Linked DNA regions of Sus scrofa: all the other regions are linked to region 3. A link is a contact called in public Hi-C data. All regions are on one chromosome and are shown on one strand. The core of a region is the stretch at or near the end of the contact, and the rest is flanking DNA. Distances in the headings are between cores, read along the strand shown. Region 1 has its middle 7.3 kb from the start of MOB1A. Region 2 overlaps BOLA3 (bolA-like protein 3). Region 3 has its middle 45 kb from the start of DCTN1.

Region 1 (4,551 bases), core at 351-2,850, 160 kb before region 3:
TGTATCTCATCCAAATATTACCTGTCACATTAATTATGTTATCTCAATTTTTATTAACTTTACTAGATTAGTTGGTGTTTAATTTATGACTGTGTGCTTTAATAGCTGTTTAAAAGCTATAACCATAAGGACATTTAGAAATCTATTATTGTATGATAACTCATATTATTTAAATAATGCCTAGAAGTTCCCGTCGTGGCTCAGTGGTTAATGAATCCAACTAGGAACCATGAGGTTGTGGGTTCGATCCCTGGCCTTGCTCAGTGGGTTAAGGATCCGGCGTTGCCGTGAGCTGTGGTATAGGTTGCAGCTCTGATCCCGCATGGCTGTGGCATAGGATGGAGGCTATAGCTCCGATTCGACCCCTAGCCTGGGAACCTCCATATGCCGCAGGAGGGGCCCTAGAAATGGCAATAAATAAATAAATAAAGCTTAAATAATTAAAAATATTTCCAGGAGTTCCCTGGTGGCCTAATTGTTCAGTATTTGGCATTGCTGCTACTGTGGCTCAGATTTGATCCCAGGCAGGGGAACTTCTACCTGCCGAGGGCATAGCCAAAAAATTTTTTTTTCCAGACAACATGAGGAGAAAGGAAAGAATTCATGAAAGTTTTTCTCCCTTTTAATGAGCCTATTCTAATAAATAGCTGGCCTTTCTTATCCTCTCTTTTCATATCACTGAGGAAAGGCCAGCTATTTATTAGAAAACCTTTTCAGAGAGCTAGATTTGAGGGTGGAGGAGAATGTGGGAAGCCTTAGGAATTTGGAAAATATCCCAAGTCAATATTTGACCAGGATATCCATATAGACCACTTAGGGATCAAAGATAAGATTTCCAAATATACAAACAAAACAGAAACAGTCTCATAGATACAGAGAACAAACCAGTGGTTGCCAGAAGGGTGGGAAGGGAGATGAATGAGATCGATGAGGAGGATTAAAAGGTAGCAACTTCCAGTTGAAATGACTTATTTAGTCAGGGAGATGTAAGGTACAGCCTAGGAAATATAGTCAATAATATTGTAATAACTTTGTAAGGTGACCAGACTTATCATTGTGATCATTTTGTAATGTGTAAAAATACTGACCTCAAACTAATATTGCAAGGCAATAACACTTCAGTTTGAAAAATAATAAAATGTAGGTGTTCCTGTTGTGGCTCAGTGGAAGCGAATCTGACTAGCATCCACGGGGATGCAGGTTCAATCGCTGGCCTCGCTCAGTGGGAGTGGGTTAAAGATCCAGCATTGCTGTGAGCTGTGTGGTGTAGGTCACAGACAAAGCTTGGGTCCCATGTTGCTGTGGCTGTGGTGTAGACCAGCAGCTACAGCTCTGATTCGACCCCTAGCCTGGGAACCTCCATATGCAATAGGTTTGACCCTAAAAAAAAAAAAAAAAAGAAAAAAGAAAAATAAAACAAATAAATAAATGAAAAATAATAAAATGTAAAATTTACAGAGTTCCTGCTGTGCAATGGGATTGGCAGCATCTCTGTAGTGCCAGGATGCAGGTTCCATTCCCAGTGGACTAAAGGATCTAGTGTTGTGGGAGGCAGTTGCAGTGTAGGTCCCAGCCGTGACTCAGATCTGATCCCTGGCGTGGGGACTGCATATGTCATGGGGCAGCAAAGAAAGAAAAAAAGATAAGATTTCTGTGGCGGTGTGGTGCGGAGCGGGGGGCGGGGGGGAGCGGACTTCCTAATGGGTGCAGGGCAATTTGTTCCCCTCAGATATAGCCTATAGTTTACAAAACCTGGGGAGGTTTTACTCCTTCCTTGACTCAGCTGGCCAGAGATCACTGCACACCATCTGGTCCCAGCAGATGCTGAAAGCAGAATCTGAGCAGCAAATTATACCACAGCCAACGCTGCTTTTTCTGAACCTCTCCAACCCCTGCCCCACCCCCATTCATCACCCAGTTCCCCTTTCCAGCTCCCTTGGGCAGAATCTGCAACCTTGCATTTTCATTCTGCATAAGTGCCCGGTCTTATCTTTCTGTAAGCTTTACCCAAACAACCTCACCCAAGCCCATGCCTCTTCCCACTCTGGTCACAGCAAAATTTCTGCCCCTCCCAGCTAGTGGGCGTTTTGGCAGCCTGTGTTTTAGCCCTGTCAGAAGTGGACGAAAAAAGACAGACTGTAAAGTTGCCAAGCTGTCCCTGCCCGTTATCTAGGACTCAGGTCACAGGTCATGAAAGTGAAGTCCCAATTGATTAGACATGGAAAACTCACTCAGCAAAGAAGACACATAAAAGTTTCCACTCTGAAAATGTCTCAAGTCTAAGATCAGACTGCCGTCAGTCATACACATTGGTAAATACATCTCGTGGCCCTTGCCCTCCTGGAGCTCACCTTCAGTTGGAGAAGACAGATATTAATCAAACAATTACGTAATTATTACTAGGAGGAAAAGCAGAGAATTCATTAAGAGCATTAAGAAAGTGTAACAGGGAGTTCCCGTCGTGGCCCAGTGGTTAACAAATCTGACTAGGAACAGTGAAGTTGCGGGTTTGATCCCTGGCCTTGCTCAGTGGGTTAACGTTCCGGCGTTGCCATGAGCTGTGGTGTGGGTCACAGATGTGGCTCGGATCTGGCGTTGCTGTGGCTATGGTGTAGGCTGGCAGCTACAGCTCTGATTAGACCCCTAGACTGGGAACCTCCATATGCCGCAGGCGCAGCCCTAGAAAAGACAAAAAGACGAAAAAAAGGAAAGTAACGAGATAGACCTAAGAGAAACTGGGGTATCTCAGGAGACATTTAAGATGAGACCCCAGAAGGTGACTTAGCTGAAGGAAGAGAGAGGAAAGAATGTTTGCTCAGAGTCAGCAGCACGTGCAGAGGCTTTGAAGCAGGTAAGAGTTTTCTATGATCCAGGCATCGAAAGAAGCCAGTGTGGCAAGAATGTGGTAGGCAGGGGGAAAGTGAGGGGAGCTAAAACCAGCCACCAAAAACTTTGATCTTATAGTTTTAAAAATTTTATTGAAGTATTGTTGATTTACAATATTGTGTTAATTTCTGCTGTACAGCAGAGTGATTCAGCCGTACACTGACACATATCCGTTCTCATATAGGTTATCACAGAACATTGGGTAGATTTCTCTGTGCTGTACAGCAGGTCTCCATTGATCATCCATTCCATATACAAAAAAACTGTGCCTTTGCCAGCCCCAAACCCCCAATCCATCCCTCCCTGCTCCACTCTTCCTCTATGGTAGCCATAAGTTTGTTTTCAAAGTTTGTGAGTCTGTTGCTGTTTTGTAAATAAGGTCACTTGTATCATTTTTTTAAATTCCACATATAAGTGATATCTTACATAAGTGATACAAGTGTTTGTCTTTCTCTGTCTGACTTTATTTAGTATGATAATCTCTAGGTCCATCCATGTTGCTGCAAATGGCGTTATTTCATTTTTTATGGCTGAGCAATATTTCATTGTATATACACACCACATCTTCTTTACCCATTTATCTGTCAGTGCATATTTAGTTTGTTTCCATGTCTTGGCTGTTGTAAATAGTGATGCAATGAACATTGGGGTGCATGTATCTTTTTGAATTATGTTTTTATTTTTTTCTGGATATATACCCAGAAGCAGGATCGCTGGATCATAGGATAGCTCTCTTTTTATTTTTTCAGTATTGAAACCAGGTGGCCAACCACTGAAAAGTTTTCAGGAGAGGGGTGATGCTTAAAAACATGGAAGCCGTTAAGAATCTATTTTTGTTGTCCTGGCAGAAGATGAAGTTGACCTAGACCAGATCAATGGAGAGAAGAAGAGAGAACTGAGGTCTATTCTGGAGAAATAATTCAGTGATGAGCTGAATGTGAGTCAAGGCTGAGTCCTGTGTTTCCAGCACAGGCAACTAACTGGTAGCCGGTTGTTCCCAATTACTAAGACAGAAAAGATGGGAGGAAAAGCAGCTTTGATGGGTAGATCAGGAGTTCTGTTTTCAATGTGTTACCTCTGACATGTCTACCATGCAGATATATACAGGTCTAGAGCTGAGAGAAGAGACCAGGATGAAGGTGAACATGGGAGTTATCAGCATATAGATATTTATTGATACTTATTGCCACAGCAGTAGATACAATAGCCAAGGGGAGCCCAGAGTGTAAGAGGGGTCAGCATAGAACCGTGAGGAGCCCTGATATCTAAAGACCACATAGGAGACAGAAAATGGCAAAGAAGGTTGAGAAGGAGAAACCAGAGAAGTAGGAGGGAAATTAGGAGTGGGGGTGTTGAAGAAAAGAGAGGCGGTCAGTTCTATGGAATGATCTTGAAAGTTCCAGGGAGAAGCCTGAAGGGCAAGTCAAGTGTATAAAGGTGGTGGCTGTGGGGAAGTCTTCTCACAGTGTTCTCATCTTCACGTTCCGCCCTGGTGATTCAGGAGAGAAGCTTTGTAGGCGCCATCAGTGTGGGGGCAGAGAGTCAGGCAGGAACCAGATGTACTGATGAGAACGTTTGTCACCCAGGCATGTCCTGTGGTCCTCACTGGAGAGCAGCCTTCTCTGAAAGTGCACTCTTTTCGTTTTCAATTTTTTTTTTTTTTTT
Region 2 (4,597 bases), core at 557-3,056, 200 kb before region 3:
ACAGCTAGATGCGGCGTTGCTGTGGCTCTGGTGTCAGCCGGCGGCTACAGCTCCAATTCTACCCCTAGTCTGGGAACATTTACATGCCGTGGGGGCAGCCGTAGAAAAAGATAAAAAAAAGAGAGAGAGAGAGTGAGTCAGCCAGTGAATCACAGACAGAACCTGAACCAGGATATCCTGATGTCCTGGCCACCCCTGGTTTCCCTTGGGTTCATGTCCAGCCCTGATGCCAGGAGCTGTGGCTGTGTGGGGGAACAATGAGCTGCCCCATCATCTCCATATTCACAAAGAAGCCCTCTCAGCTCTGCTGAGAAGCAGACATACCCCTATAAAAAGCCTCGTGTCACTGCTGGGGTCTGGGAACACAGACCCCTGGGCCATATGCTCTCTCTACTCTTGTTCCCTAGAGGCTCTCCTGTGTCTGAGCCAATCCTTAAAGCCAGTGACAACTTCACGTGAAGATCTTGGACAGCAAAGCCATCCAGGCCTTGACCCCTAAGCCCTGCACACTCCCCCTCCCACAGCCTTCCCCCAGCAGAGGGCTCCCAACACAGGCCACATACCTTACAGCTACAGAGGGCCTTAGATCACTTGGGTCACTTTAAATAGGGGAGGAAACTGAGGCCCTGGTATGCAAGTGACCTGGCCGTCCCACCATTTTTTTTTTTTTTTTTTTTTATGTCTTTTTAGGGCTGCACCCAAGGCATATGGAGGTTCCCAGGCTAGGGGTCAAATCGGAGCCACAGCCACAGCAATGCAGGATCTGAGCCGAATCTGCAACCTACACCACAGCTCAGGGCAGCGCCAGATCCTTAACCCACTGAGTGAGGTCAGGGATTGAACCCACATTCTCACGGATGCTAGTTGGGTTTGTTCACTGCTGAGCCACAATGGGAACTCCCCTACCATTTCTAAGATGTGAGTAAACATTTTTCAGCAGCAACCATGCCTGCAGCATTAGCTGGGTGCTGGTGGCACAGATGCAGAAGGCCCAGGACAATGAAAAAGGGAAGGTAAGTACCTCAGGCCCACAAGAAATGGACTCAGCACAACAGTGAGGGATGCCGCCAACCAGAGCCAGCTCGGCACTGCCGTGGGGATTGGTAGGAAGGAGCATTTGCTCCTGCACTGGCCATTTGTGGAGGAGGCAGCCCAGGAGCTGGGCAGCTGGGAGTGGAACAGGCAGGGGATAGGGCACTTGCCCAGGTGGGCAAGGTGAGGAAGGGCTGGGAACCTACCTCAGTTCACTGGAAAGGGTCAGGGATGGGCAGAGGAGATGGACCGAGGATCAGAAACCCCAGGCGGGGAGGGTGGGCCTGGGCTCTGCGGGCACCCAGGGTGCCCCCTGAAGGGCTCTGAGGAGGGCAGAGGCACCCTTAGGGGAGGGTGATGGGTAACAGGCAGGAAAGAGGCCAAAGAAAGGGAGAGAGGGCCACTGCTATTTACCAGACGCCTTCCCTATGCCACCTTCCCTGTGCCAGCACGAGGCCAGCTCAAGGCCAGCACGAGGCGGGCACGTGGCGTCAGTACCTCCTGCGATCTTCACCAGTGAGGAAGCTGAGGCTCCCGTCTCACTGTGACGTGGACGGAACAGCTCCGCCCAACACACAAGGGAGCTGGGTGCCCACTCTCCTCCCTGTGGCTGCTCCCCGGAGTAGGGTCAGGATGGATAGGGAAGGAACACTTGTTAGCTTGCTGTCCCGGGGACCGGCCCAAGGCAAATGCCAGTGACAATTTCAGAAGAGAAGGCTGATGAACCATGCGAGCTGGAAGAGTTGGAAGCCACGAGTTGGCAGGTTTGGTGAGTTCACTTGCCAGGGTGCCGCAGGTGATCACAGGGGTGCCCTGTCCTCAGGGAACCAGGCAGGGCTGTCTGATGAGAAGCTGGGGGGCAGGAGGGCAGATTCTAGCACCAGATACACCAAGTGACCTTTCTAGGATCCCTTGGGCCTGAGACCCTTCATTTGCCCAGGCAAGATCAACAAGGAGAGCTTCGCTCCAGCCCACCAAGCCCCCCTACCTGAGCCTGGGCACCCCCACCCCCCAGCTGTCACCCACCCCCAAAGAAACTACTTGCTCGGCAACCAGGAGCTGGGGAGTGGAACCTCAGGAGCAGAGTCTGGTCGCCTCTCTGCTTTCGACACTCCACCCCCAGATGGGCATCCTCCTACGTGAGAGCCTGTCTGAGGGCTGGTTCCTACCACCTCTAAAAGGCGGGCGGCTAACTCCCGGTCTAGCTTGGACCCCTGCAGGCCAATAGGCTTCCTCTTTTGGACGTTTCATTTTGCTCCTCCCCCCATGGAGGAGGGGTTCTCCAAAGCCAACATCCTCAAACGTAATCGCTGGAAAATGTCCGCAACCCCATCAGTAGGTTGAGGCACATGCCCGAGAGCCCTTCCAGTTGCTGTGGCCGACAAGGGCTTCTGCAAGGTCCGATCTGGGCAGAGGTCCAGATTCACAGAGAGATCAATGGGCAGGGGCCAGAGGGACGGTCCAGAGAGAGAGGGGCGGGGCAGAGTGGTCTGGGACACCTGAACTTGACCCTCGTGACCAGAGCTGAGCTTTACAAAAGCTCAATTAGTTCGCAAAGTCCAAGACTTTCCACAATGATGTCAAACACACACCGGCTGAAGCGGGGAGTTTACAGACACAGGCCAAGGGGTCAAGGCTGGAGCAATTTCGCTAGAGTAAGCACAGATCATGAGTACCTTGGGCCTTAGTCTGGTAAAATCTGATGTCACAGACCCCTGCTGTCACAGCTCAATCATGCTGTGACTCCGCTTCCCCACCAGATAGTCCCTAAAGAGGATAAAAAAAAAATCTTCAGGAGTTCCCATTGTGGCTCAGCCGTTTAAGAACAGAACTAGTTTCCATGAGGATGTGGGTTCAATCCCTGGCCTTGCACAGTGGGTTAAGGATCTGGCATTGCTGTGAACTGTGGTATAAGTCATAGACGCGGCTTGGATCCCATGTTGCTGTGGCTGTGGTGTAGGCTGGCAGGTACAGCTCTGATTCGACCCCCTAGCCTGGGAACCTCCATAGGCTGCAGGTGCAGCCCTAAGAAGAAAAAAAAAAAACACTTCCAATCTACAAAAACATATATCTTTTTAGTACTCCGGTGTTTACAAATATTACCTACTATTTGATATGCAACAATAATAGTAAAACATTGGTAGCTTTACACAGGGGAATGCAAAATACCTACTGGATGGCTTGTTATTAATTTTGAATACAATTAATATTCCCCAGAATCCAATCCCTGGAACTATTCCAGATTATAGCTTTCCTGCTCACATGACTGTGGTATTGCATTACCCTTCCCTAGGACTGACAATACAAGGCCATCCCTCCTCGCAGGCCCTTTCACACACGGAGACCAGTGGTCCAAAAGCACTGCTGCTTATGTAGTTCCCGTCGTGGCGCAGTGGTTAACGAATCCGACTAGGAACCATGAGGTTGCGGGTTCGGTCCCTGCCCTTGCTCAGTGGGTTAACGATCCGGCGTTGCCGTGAGCTGTGGTGTAGGTTGCAGACGCGGCTCGGATCCCGCGTTGCTGTGCCTCTGGCGTAGGCCGGTGGCTACAGCTCCGATTCAACCCCTAGCCTGGGAACCTCCATATGCCGTGGGAGCAGCCCAAGAAATAGCAACAACAACAACAACAACAAAAGACAAAAAAAAGACAAAAAACAAACAAACAAAAAAAAAAACAAATCCAACTAGGGACCATGAGGTTTCAGGTTTGATCCCTGACCTTGCTCAGTGGGTTAAGGATCCGGCATTGCCGTGAGCTGTGGTGTAGGTCGCAGACTCGGCTCAGATCCCGCAGCTACAGCTCCGATTAGACCTCTAGCCTGGGAACCTCCATATGCCACGGGAGCGGCCCCAAATAAGGTAAAAAAAAAAAAAAAAAGAAAAAAGACAAAAGCACTGCTGCTTCTACTGACCTGATTTACCATCTGGTGCTGCTGGACAGTTCTCTTCTCCTTAAATTCTTCTGATTCGATTTGAATTTCATACATTGCCCCACAGCCTCCTGAAATAAACGTGATGTGAAAGTGTCTCCATTATTAAGTTCCAGCAGCCACAGTTCCTTATGTCCTTGAAATAAGTGCCACACAATCCAAAGAAGGTCTGAATGTTGTTAAGAAACATCAGAAAGTTGCTAAGACTGTTAGGAAAAGATCCTGGCTTATAACCCGACCACGTCCTCCTCCTGGCAGGTTGTCTCGATCCAAAGTGTGCTCTTCCTTTTGCAAAGCACCTGCACTACACCGGATTATTTCTTCTGGGATAGGAAAGATAAGGCACAAAGCATGCAAAGCCTAGGGAATGGAGGCTTTCCTAGTATTTCCACCTATTAAGCCAGCAAATGACATGGAAGAGGGCGGGAGGGATTGAATTTCAGTGTTCCACCTTCCAAAGGACCAGAGATTGGTATTTTTTTTTTTTTTTTTTTTTTTTTTGGTCTTTTTAGGACCGCACTCTCGGCATATAGAAGTTCCCAGGCCAGATGTCAAATCGGAGCTGTAGCTGCTGCCCTACACCATAGCCACAGCAACACCAGATCCTTAATCCACTGAGTGAGGCCAGGGATCGA
Region 3 (4,657 bases), core at 1,955-4,454:
ACCTCCATAACTCTAGTAGCAGGGATGCTGGGATGGAAAGGTATCGTCTTTTGTCTTGGCATCTCTCCAATTAGGCAGGTGAAACGGGGATTAAGGGACCCTATCTAAGTCTCTACTACAGGATTTCTAAGTCTTTACCCCTTAGTAAAGTTGTATTTGGTTTTCCAATGGACTGGGGTGGGCTTTGTTCCATAAAAAGAGAGCCCAAAGGAGGTAGGGTGGTGAGAGGTGTCCCTTCCCCGAACAGTGCCCAAGCCCGGTCTGTTCAGCCGTGGTTAGGAACCAACTCTGTACGAAGATGGTGGACTGCACCCCACATGAACCACGGGATGGAGTGGGGCTCGAAGCCTTTGCCGCAGAAGGGAAAGCTGGGTATCAGGTCCCGAAGGATCTACTATACACCCTTCTTGTTTTCCAGCGCTGTTAGGAATTTTTCTCTTTTTGTTTATTTCAATTAAAAAAATGTCATTATCACAACATTGTAAATCAACTATACTTCAATAAAACTTTAAAAAAACGAAAAAATTTGGACTTCCTGCGTGGCTCACAACATACCTCCTCGGCGTTGCTTCTGCAGTGGCTGTGGCTCGACCCCTAGCCTGGGAACGTCCATATGCCGCAGGGGCAGCCACTTGTTTAAAAAAAAAAAAATGAAAAAATTAAAATTACCTGTCAACTATACCTCAAAAAATTGAGATAAAGCATAGAAAATATATGTACAAAAAGTTTTTCTTATTAAAAATAAATTTTTAAATGTAATTTACATTGGATTTGGGGGGAAAGAGAAGGAAGAGTTCAGTGCATCATCTTGAACTAGAGTTTTTTTTTAATTTTTATTTTTTCTATTATAGTTGATTTACAACGTTCTGTCAATTTCTGCTGTACAGCAAAGTGACTCAGTCATACATACATATATATACATTCTTTTTCTCACATTATCCTCCATCATTTGAACCAGTTTTTGATTCCTACTGAGATTTAATTTTTTTCATTTAATATTGAACAATGGCATTTTGTGAATTGATAACCATATCCATGTTTAAATGAATATAATTCTATAATTCTATTTTCTTATTTATTTATAGGATTTTTTTTCTTTTCTTTTTTTGGCTGCCCCGCAGCATATGACCCAAGCTGCTACAGATTCTTTTTTTTTTTTTCTTTTTTTGTCTTTTTAGGGCCATACCTGAGGCATATGGAGGTTCCCAGGCTAGGGGTCCAATCGGAGGTGTAGCTGCCGGCCTACACCACAGCTCACAGCAACATCAGATCCTTCACCCACTGAGTGAGGCCAGGGATTGAACCCGAAACCTCATGGATGCTAGTCGGATTTGTTTCCGCTGCACCATGATGGGAACTCCTGCAGTCAGATTCTTAACCCACTGGGCCGCAGCAGGAACTCCCTGCATCTTCATCTTTGCTAAATAACACACAGTGTTTTCCAGAGGGGTTGCAGTATTTCACACCCCTATTGGCAGTGTGTGATAGTCTAGCCTGATTATTTAAAGACAAGAGTTGGTAGATCTGGGATGCTCTGGTTCTCTGCCCCCTGGCATTTGCTCAGTTCCCCCTTTTTGCCTTCTCCACGCAAATATTCTCCCTCTTCTCTGAACTTGCATCCTGCTGCTGGCCTAACCCAACCCCACCACCATCACCACTCTCCCCTACAACACAATTGAGAACTCCTAAAACCTCATTTTTGCATTTTGTTTCCTGGTCCAGTATCAACAGTGGCTTTCCAGGGCAGTCAAATAACGTCTAAACTCCTTGGACTGGCACCCAAGGCTCTCCCATGCCCGGCTTCCTCATTTTTCCCAAGACTCGTCTACCCGCCCCCCCACTCCCCAAGGGGATGCGCTTGAATCCAACCAAGGGAACCCAGCCTGCTGGTGGGGGTGTAAACCAATACAGCCACTATGTAAAAACAATGTGACAATGTTTAATAAAGATGAAAATACACATACTTGAGTGACCAAGTACTTTCACTTGTGTATGTGTGTTCCAGGGCACACAAACAAGAATGTTTACACAACACCGTTTGTAGGTGCTCAAACATGAAAGCAACCTGAATGTCTATCAGGAGTAGAATGGATAGGTAAATTTCAGTCTTTTCACTCTGTCCCCGACTGACTTTAAGTGAGCGGGCATATTTCTTTCTTTTTCCCTTTCTTTTTTTTTAGGGCTGCACATGCGGCATATTGAAGTTCCCAGGATAGGGGTCAAATCAGAGCTACAGTTGCTGGACTACATCGCAGCCACAGCAACACAGGATCTGAGCTGCATCTACAACCTACACCACAGCTCACAGCAACACAGATCCTTAACCCACTAAGCAAGGTCAGGGATCCAACCCCTGTCCTCATGGTTACTAGCTGGATTCACATTACCACTGAGCCATAACAGCAACTCCAGGGCATGCTTCTTTTTCGGGAATATCTTTATTTAAAACAGGAGCCCAACTACCTACCTTCCAAAATAGAGAAAGAGGATTTTCTTCCACTGAAAAATTAATTTCCAATATCATTGTGTTAATATGTCGGAAAATTCTAACAAGCGGTGGTCATGTTTTATCATTCTGTTAATCTAAGTGCTCCTTTTCTTTTTTTAATTCACTTTTTAAAACGTATACACTTAAATTTATATCTATAAAGTATTGAATCACTATATTTTAATTGTACACTTGAACCTAATACTGTAATTGAACAACACGTCAATAATGAATAAATAAAATTAGCATATTGGAGTTCCCATTGTGGCTCATTGGGTAAGGACTCAATGTTGTCCCTGTGAGGACGTGGGTTCAATTCCTGGCCTCGCTCAGTGGGTCAGGGATCTGGCATTGCCGTAAACTGTGGTGCAGGTCACAGACGCAGCTCGGATCCAGCATTGCTGTGGCTGTGGTGTAGGCCAGCAGCTGTAGCTCCGATTCGACCCCTAGCCTGGCCATGGGTGTGGCCCTAAAAAGCAAATAATAATAATAAAAATTTGTATATAATAAAATCCATTCTCTTTCGGGGTTCAATTCTATGAGTGTTAACTATGCATGATCTTTGCATTTTGTAGAAAGGAGTATCAAGATAGATTTAAAGTAATTTATGTTAAATACTGGGGCTTTGGAAAACAAAGTTTGATTTCACAACTTGGTTGGTAGGTTGTGTTTACTCTCTAAGTTCATGAAAGTGAAGTTCCACCAATCGATTCTTGCTCAATTGTCTAAGACTTGACTGCCTGCCAGGAGGCCAGTCCTGGGCTGACCCTTTCCACTAAGATCAGGAGGGGCTTTTCTGTAAAAAAAAAAAAAAAACAGGCCCGGCTTTTACTCTTCATGGGAAACTGACAAGCTGTTGCTGCAGGTGAAGGATGCAGCCAAGGATCTTTCTAAGCCAAGTGCCCTTGGCTGCCAAGTACACAGGCAAACCTAAACTCCAAAGGAGGGTCCTCCATATCTGAGCTACCATGTCTTTTAGAAAAGTGTCAAGATTTGATGGCCTAGAAAAAGAATGTATATATGTATGTGTGACTGGGTCACTTTGGTGCACAGTGGAAAATTTACAGACACGGTAAACCAACTATAATGGAAAAAATAAAAATCTTTAAAAAAAAAAAAAAGATTTGATGGCCTAAGCATTAAGGGAGAGTGAATACTTGGCCCCTCATTTCTCCAAGAAAGGAAGGGAACATTGGACCATTAACAATCATAGTCTCCCAAGTACGTTGTCAGCTAATTTAACTGTTTAACCAAAAAACCCACCATTTCATTCCATTTACTCTGACATAATGCCAAAAAAAAATTAAATTTCTAATTATTATTATTATTATTATTACTGTCTTTTTGCCATTTTCTTGGGCCACTCTCATGGCATATAGAGGTTCCCAGGCTAGGGGTCGATTTCAGAGCTGTAACCTCCGATCTACACCACAGCCACAGCAACTCGGGATCCGAGCTGTGTCTGTGACCTACACCACAGCTCACGGCAACGCCAGATCCTTAATCCACTGAGCGAGGCCAGGGATCGAACCCGCAACCTCGTGGTTCCTAGTTGGATTCGTTAACCACTGAGCCACGATGTGAACTCCAAATTTCTAATTTTTAGGAAAAAAAAAAAGAAATTTCTGCATGTCATTCCATCAAGACTACCTTCTCCAGTATTTCATCCTTCCCACTCCAGCTATTTTGACCTTTCTACTTCAGTGAGTGAGTTCACAAAAACGGGATGCTAGGCCTCACCAAGATGGTGAACTTGATGGCCAGGCTCTCTGGGGGAGTAGGAATTAGCATCTCCCTCAAGTCCCCAGGCTAATGTCGTTGGTCAGGGGACCACACCTGGAGAATCACTCTTCTAAATCTAACTAGTCTAACTAATAATTCACAGGAAATATGAAAGGTAGAGGAATTTATTAACATCATGAGGAGGCATTTAAGGAAAAAAAAAAATAGACTCTGAGAAATAGTTCCTTCAACAAATTATTAGAGAAAAGCAAGCAAGCAAGAACCTAGAGTTCCTGCTGTGGTGCAGTGGGTTAAGAATCTGCCTTCAGGGAGTTCCTGTCATGGCGCAGCAGAAAGGAATCTGACTAGGAAACGTGAGGTTGCAGGTTCAATCCCTGGCCTCGCTCAGTGGGTTAAGGATCCAGCGTTGCCCTGAGCTGTGATGAA

What was found. A called contact is a pair of places that touch in the nucleus more often than the background predicts.
Region 1: a contact with region 3 is called in a Hi-C map of liver, with 5 times the contacts expected there. A contact is called at or near these places in 2 of 47 Hi-C or Micro-C datasets (embryonic fibroblasts and liver).
Region 2: a Hi-C map of liver shows a contact between it and region 3, with 1.8 times the contacts expected there. A contact is called at or near these places in 2 of 47 Hi-C or Micro-C datasets (embryonic fibroblasts and liver).

What each region holds. Positions count from the first base shown.
Region 1 is chr3:68,842,935-68,847,485 of Sscrofa11.1, reverse strand. No RefSeq gene overlaps it. Among named protein-coding and RNA genes, the nearest start is that of MOB1A, 7.3 kb to the left of the region's middle.
Region 2 is chr3:68,888,125-68,892,721 of Sscrofa11.1, reverse strand. It overlaps BOLA3 (bolA-like protein 3), which reads right to left. Exons shown (of 4, transcript XM_003481180.4): 3 at 3,945-4,033. Among named protein-coding and RNA genes, the nearest start is that of BOLA3, 7.0 kb to the right of the region's middle.
Region 3 is chr3:68,685,033-68,689,689 of Sscrofa11.1, reverse strand. It overlaps the pseudogene LOC110260122. Among named protein-coding and RNA genes, the nearest start is that of DCTN1, 45 kb to the right of the region's middle.